Regions from separate parts of the Gossypium hirsutum genome. Here region 2 is linked to region 1. Evidence: chromatin contacts called from public Hi-C data. All regions are on one chromosome and are shown on one strand. The core of a region is the stretch at or near the end of the contact, and the rest is flanking DNA. Distances in the headings are between cores, read along the strand shown. Region 1 overlaps LOC107914189. Region 2 has its middle 44 kb from the start of LOC121222382.

Region 1 (3,688 bases), core at 433-2,932:
TGTTACGTTAATATGGGGTGGGCATTACTAATAGTGTCATTTTTCATCTTTTATGGTAAATATATGTTCTGGAATTGTGGATATTCCTTTCAAACCAGAGTTATATAATATGTAGCTGGGTATTTTTAAAAATGGATTTATCATCAACTCCGTGATCCAGTTAACCAAATATTTGATTTCTTAAGACTATTCAACAACTTCATGTTTGTAAATTTTGCTTCACTTGTAGTAATGCAATGGTGGGAGATAAATAAAATTAAATATAAATTAAGAATCCCTTGAGATTTGAAGTTATAATATTAAAGTCAAGGCTAGGTTGGTTGTAAATTTATTTTTTAAAATTTGTTATCAATCTTCACTTTTACTTGTTTCATTTTTGTTTTTTTATGAAAATAAATGCTAAATATCTAATTATAATTTTAGATTTTTTATTTTTTATTTTTATTTTCCATTGCAACCTTATTATTAGTTGTTCAAAAAAATAGTAAATTTTAAGTTGGCTAATTAAATTCATAAATGAGGCAACACCAAAATACCAACAATCATGTAAGTGTTGATTCAACTGAAGTCTTAGTTTGAATAAGTTTTAAATTAATAAAGATGTGTATATAATAACATTTGAAGTGATGCTAATTAAATTTTGAGAGAATGGATGAGGGGTCCAACTCATCTCATCTTCTTATATCTCACACTACCACTACATACAAAACAGATCAAATATTGGTTGTGCAGTCATTTCATCGGATTCCAATTCTACATCTTTTTATTACCTTTTATGGCTTAAATCAAAATCCTCTAAGGAAAACCATTCCAAATCCTTAAAATTTTATTTTTGAATGAATTTTAAATAAAAAAATAACTTTAATTATTGCTCTATTCTTTTTCTTATTTCATCCAATAGTTTTCGAATATAATTGCAATTACAAAGCCACATCAACCATAATTAAACATTACAAAGCACAATTGAATCGGTAACCAATGAGACTCGAACTTGAGATTTTAAACTTTCCAATAAATTAAGGCCTCATTATTTGTAAGTTTATTTTTTAAAGAATGGTTATCAATGATAATTATGCTTTGCTTTTGTCTTCCCTTGTACTTTTTGTTTGTTTAATATCTTTTATACAAATACATGTTAAATATTTAATTATTTAATTATAATATTAACTTATATTTTAGTATTTTTTTTCCAGCAGAAATAACTAATTAATTTTACATAAAATAATCATTTCAAAATTAAAATATAACTAAATTGAAGTTAAATATTTATTTTTTATGAAAAAATTAAATATATTTAACTTTATAGCACTTCAATATAAATAGTTAATTTTTTTATTATTTTGTAATTAAAAACAAATAAACTAATAAAAAGTACTCATAATTCCTCCCCAACTCATAAATAAGAGGATAATGTGCTCTAGCATATTCGAACCCACATCCTCTTGTATTGACAATAATGATATGCCAATCGAATTAAGACTCAATCGACAATAAAATATATTTATTGATTGTTCTAAAATTATTAAATAATATTAAAAAACTAAAATTAATAAAAATAAAAATAAAAACATACACATCATTTCTTGTAAAATTAAAAACTCGACTGAGAATAGTATGTACACAAAATAAAGGAAAAGGTGGCCAAACATGGGTGAAGTACCGAAACCATTAAACGTTAAGACAACCTATAATAAACGTGGACCATAAGCTGTGATGGGCATTCACTAGAATAGCACGGCCTACCTTCTACATTTTGCCACCTACTCCTATACTTTTCGTACTGCTTTTTTTTTTTTCAGGATAATTGCTTTTCACAATGTTTTTATAAGTAAATAATTTAACCATTATTCTTTTATTAATTTAATTTTTTTAAATTAAATTTGACTATTAAAATAAGAGTGAATTGCTTTTCTTTAACAAAAATATTAACTAAATATTAATTTTTTAACAATGATAACGTAACAATTTATATGAAAGTTTGTGTCTACTTCATGTTACATGATACTATTTGCCTTATAACAAATAATTTAAATATTATAAAAATATTCAATTCAAAAATTTAAAAAGTCCAAAATCCAAAAATATATATGTCTCATAAAAATTTTTTAAAAAATAACATAAAGAAATAGTATAAAGTACACGTGAATTGTCATACAAGTTATCATGTTTAAAAAATTAACGTTTTTCTCAATATTTCTGTTAAAATAACAATATTTCAACTCTTGTTAAAAGATTAATGATCAAATTCAATTATTTTTAAAATTTTGATAAAAAATTCAACGCTTCTTAAAAAATTGATAGCTAAATTGACAAAAAAATAATAATAAAAGTTAAATTAATTTTAATCCGTTTAATATGCTTAAATTTGATATTTAATTTTTATATTTTAATTTTAACATAATTTGCTCTTTATATATTTATAATGTTATTAATTAATTCAAATAGATAATATCATTAACTTTTCAATTAAAATGTTATACAATTATATATAATTTGAAAGTAAATTTTAAATCCAAAAAGTAAAGGGATTAAATTCTTGAAAATAAAAATACGATGTTTTAAATTTCAAATGTACAAAAAGACTTGAAATCATGGTTGTTTTAACCAAATCATATTGATTGAAATATCAATCCAAAAAGAAACATTAGATCGGTTGACCCGCAAATCGGTAGACTTATAGAATATTTTCCTATCTTTTTATAATTTTTAATAATTTATTTAATTAAACAATACAATTAATGACTTTACCGATTCGACCACCGATTTGGTTATGAAAACGTGACTTGGAGTATATTTTAATATTTAAATTTTTACTTTATAATTTAACACAAACAAATCATCAATCCAACGCAAAGAGGAAAAAACCATACTAATAATAGTTATTTTCTTTCTTTTTCACCATCTTTCTTCCATATTTCCATGCATTTAATAATAATCATGAAGTCCAATTGAAGATAAGATAAAAATAAACGAGGGAATCATAACAATAGTTGCATCTTCTGATAATATAAGATCATACGGAACTTTTAATAAACGTGCGTGAGCACCACTTAACACTCTCAGTTACGTGTAGCTCAAACATGGGTAATGTAGGAAGAATATAACAAAACCTAAGTTCTTATGCATAGACAACTCACACAAATACAGCCTTATAAAAAAAGTATTCTAACCGATATAGCATGTGTTATTAACTGTAAAATTTTTAAATAAATATACAACACTGTAAAAAGAATTATTACATGGAGAAACAAGAGTACAAATAATTTGATATAAATACACCCAAAATACATGGATTGTCAAATCTAGACAAGTAGAAATAGCAATGAAAAGAAGATTAGAATGAGGTAAGTAGTTACCAATTTTACTACTTCCATCAGAATTGTGCTTACCATGATTTATGAGCCAGGTATACCCAATATGAATATCACTTATCTAGGTATATACCAAGATTAGCATTTTGATTATGCAATATTCAGCTGAGAACAATAACAACAAACCAGATCCAAATAGCTAGCAGGACTCATTCTCAGAAAGCTGTCTTCTTAGACCCTTAAGAGCATCAACAACTTCAGTATCGAGATTGTGCTTCAATAGTTTACCTTGAAAAGAAGTAGATCTGAAAAAGGTGAAAACATGAATCAAAATCATTTTCATGTCAAACCTACAAAAGTACACTTCATCCAATAAT
Region 2 (4,036 bases), core at 1,251-3,750, 58 kb before region 1:
AGATGCTATTGCTTGATAGATAATGTTGCTTGATAGGGGAGACTATCAATTGGATTGATTTTTGTTGATAATGTTGATGTTAATTCTTTATTTTGTTATTGGATGGCCTAGATGTTATTAGATGGATGATTTTTTTTTTGTATATTCTTCTTGTCCACAACTTACTTCGTTATAATTATGGTTTTTTTATTATGGATGTGAATTTTAAATGGAGTATTGATGGTTGAATTGCTTAATTATTTTTTAAGTTAACAATGTTAGGTTAAGGGGATTATACTAATGAGGAGCTTTGTTGTTTGTTGGTTAACTTCCTATCGTAATATTATTTTGTTTAAAAAATTGTTAATTGGATATATTATTGACATATTTTGAAGTTGCTACAATGTGCTAACGAAAGTGCTAACTTCCAACACTACCACGACAAAACAACAACTTGCCATATTTGGAAGATTGACAATTTATGGAATCAAATCCTTAGGCTATGCTAATATCATGGAATGATTCAAGCCCATCAATGGAGATCAATTCACTTGGAGCAACATTTCCTAAGGATTGGATTGAATCAGATCATTTATATCAAATCCCTTAGATCAAGGAAGTTGGATTTGATCAAAACTTGAAGAATTATCTCTGTCAACAGTCCATTTTACTTTGGTCATTAATGTTATATTTTATTTAGCTATTTTAGTTGTTGTTTAGAAGGAATTGTGATTGATCTTCAATATGTTAGCAAGTCTCAAAAAGCTTTATATATTTGAGAGACTTGTATAAGTTGATGTGTTGGGTATTGAGTGCACCTATCTATTCAGTATAAGGAACATTTCTTGCTGGAATTCATTTTTTATTGTAAAACCTTTGTGTGTTTGGTTTTACAAGCTAAGTTTTGAGTGAGAAAATCTAGAGGTGAGGGGTCTAATTTTTTAGATACAAGAGTGAGAATTCGTCACTGGGGTGTGTTAGAACTAGGATTACTAGATGTATTTGTTTAAGAGATATTGATCATCTCACTAAGCTAGGTTCCACAAACGTAGGAAAATCGAATTACGTAAACAACTTTGTTGCCCCTTGTTTTTGTTGCAGTTATTACAAAAGTGACCACTTCCACTGTCACTCCTGTTCATATTTTGTTTCTCAAAAATTTAACAGTTAATACAAACCAAAAAATTCTATAAAATACTTGAAAAAGAATTTTTCACTAGAAATTAATTGAAATGAAAATTGAATAATCTAACTCTAATTCAAGCATCTATTTATAATGCACTAATAGGTGGTTAAGTGAACGTCACTTGTAGGTTTTAAAGTCAAGATGCCTGTTCGCAAGGAATGTCCAACATCCTCATTCTTATACCTCTTTTCAGTAGCAACTCATAAGTCCAATTTTGTAATTAAGTCGATTGAATCATCAAACCTCTTAGCATAGATTGCTTGTGCTTTTGTGCTTTTGTGCTTTCGACATCCGTGGAATAACTATTCTTAGCTTGTACGGAATTTGTTAGATTTGAAAATAGTTATTTTGTTTCAATTATGCAAAATACCATGAAACCCTACTTTTAAAATGCAATACCTTTTATCTCAAGAAGAGCAAGTTGTATGTTGCACTTTAATATTGTTTTATACAAAAATGAATCACAGAATGCTTGAAAAGAAAATTTTCACTTGTTTAGAATAAAAATTGAATAATGCAACTCAAATTTAAACATTTGTGTATATTGCACTAATAGTTACTTAAGTTCCTTTACAAATGAACACGACTTTAAAATTTTAAAGCAACCGAAACAACACATCGAATGGAAATCACTTTTCCAACCGGAACAACACTCCTTTCTATTTGAGATGGAAAAGTTTAAACCCACTGGATCTCACCACTCATAACTTGAATTTTCTTTTAATTATTTATCTCTTTTTTTCTTTATATAATTTGTTCTACATTTGTATATATAATATATAATTACGGTTTTTTATAAATATATAAATACAAAATTTTATACCATTTTATTTAAAAATATTATATACAACAGTCATTCTAAAAATATCCACATAATCATGACGGAAATAATAAATAAAAATGTAGAATATGATTATCTGAGGAGATAAAGAGGGGCCACTTAAGTAGATTGATGCATGCAAAGTGATATCTTTTTCTCTTCTTTTTGAGGGACGTTTGTCCAATAAAGCTAGTGGCCTGGACCAATTTGGCGGTTGTCAACCCACTTGTTTGCCACTTTCACTGCAAATTATTGCAATTTTGTTCTTAGCTAAAAATCTGCAACCCCAAAGCGTGGTCTCTTATTTCCTCATCATCCCAGTTTCGGTGTCTTAGATATCTAAAACAGTGTTAAAAAAGATTCCTTTATATACAAATATGGTATGGTATGTATAAAACAAAAAGTGAGTGTTAAAATCACGAAATTAAATGCAACAGTTCCAAAGAGAGACGAGTGACGTTTTGAGAGGGACCCATAATATTTGGGGGGGGGTGCAGCCAGTCACCGACCTATACAGGACTCTGTGACTGTCAAGGCTTGCATTTGAGCCGTCCAACCAATGTTGTAAGCCCTTGAAACCGACGTCCAGACACAACTCAACTTTAAGTATTTAATTCCTTGTCTTTATTACCCACAAAACTACAAAAACCTACTTTTTTGATATTCCTCCTGTGCATCCATATTATTAATATGTGTCAGTTTCACATATAATCCCTAAACATGTGGCTCTTGTCTAATTCTGCCAACACTAAACAATGACGTTTTCTTTTTCTATCTTTTTGTACAATCTTCTTCTCATTATTTCAAACCTCGAGGAATATCTATATATGACTTTTAGCTTTATTTGTTCCTTGTCTTTTCCTAATTTGTGAGGTTGGACAAAAAAACTATCATCATTTAAAAATTTGTTTGTTTTAAAATAATAGATTTTATAATTTAAATTTAGTATTTATTTTTTAACACTTAGTGGTTTTTTTTATTTTTCAAAAAGAAAAGAAAGGGAAATTAAGGGAAGAGGAAACGAATATGATTTTGCAGGTTTTTCAATATCTTTTTTTCAAACATGTTTGTGTTGGGAATTATTTAGTAAATCTTGCTTCTTTGATTAATTCTTCAAAACTCTTTAGAATGAATTTGATTTCCCAAAATTATGTTTTGATCTATGCCCAATTTGTTAGCCCTTGTTGTATTGCCCTGGTTGAACTTGTTGAGTAATAAAGATTTATAACTTTTCATAAAATAAAAAAATAAATAAAATTGGTAAGCCCTTGTACCAACGTCCAGACACAACTAAACTTGACATCTTTTTAAGTCCTTATCTTTATTGCCCACAAAACTACAAAATCCTACTTTTCTTTATATTCTTCCAATGCATGCATATATAATTGAAATGAACATCAATCTATCCCATTCCTAGTCTCTGTGTCAGTTTCATGTGGCATTTGTCTAAACAAGAATAACATAATTGTTAAAATTAGATCGGGTCATTCAATTCAACCATTTAAACAGAAAATTATTAGGTTTAATTGTTCAATGAGTAGTATAAATCCGGTCATTAACTATCAATCGAAATTGGTATATCTCTCGAGAAATGAATTTGGAAGTTGATTATATTGCAAAACTGGCCTTTGATAGAAATGAATATCTGGAATTTCTTTAAATTTGATTAGATTTTTGTAATAATTTTGTTTGTTCTCGTAAAAAATATTGAGGGAAAAATTTAATTAAACAAAATTTAGCTAAAATTTTGAGGTTTTATTACATTTTCCTATATTCTATCTATTGTCTTGTTCTATTATATTTTTATATATTCTATCAATGTCTTGTTTGAAAACCAAAATTTAGGGAAAAAACAAAATCCAACTAACATAAAAGATTTAGAATGATAAAATGATAAAATCTAAAATAAATATTTTTTTCTCAATTCATTTCAGTTAAAGTTGTTTATGGGTCAATTAAGTAGGCTTGACCTGATTTAGACAATACTATTTTTGCTTTAACTCAAATCGATCCGGTCTAAATTTGATTTAAATAATAAAATATATTTAATT

What was found. Hi-C and Micro-C count contacts between places; a contact is called where the count stands out from the background.
Region 2: a contact with region 1 is called in a Hi-C map of leaf, with 2.3 times the contacts expected there. The contact joins two enhancer-like sites. A contact is called at or near these places in 5 of 34 Hi-C or Micro-C datasets (leaf and petal).

Annotation. Positions count from the first base shown.
Region 1 is chrD10:10,088,320-10,092,007 of Gossypium_hirsutum_v2.1, reverse strand. It overlaps LOC107914189, which reads right to left. Exons shown (of 12, transcript XM_041103083.1): 12 at 3,183-3,616. The coding sequence ends at 3,511. Among protein-coding and RNA genes, the nearest start is that of LOC121222382, 15 kb to the left of the region's middle. Within about 2 kb of position 1,682, at least 1 of the 9 cell types and tissues checked has an H3K27ac peak or open chromatin away from gene starts, as enhancers often do. A contact at or near this core is called in leaf, where this site is marked.
Region 2 is chrD10:10,146,870-10,150,905 of Gossypium_hirsutum_v2.1, reverse strand. No RefSeq gene overlaps it. Among protein-coding and RNA genes, the nearest start is that of LOC121222382, 44 kb to the right of the region's middle. Within about 2 kb of position 2,500, at least 3 of the 9 cell types and tissues checked have an H3K27ac peak or open chromatin away from gene starts, as enhancers often do. A contact at or near this core is called in leaf, where this site is marked.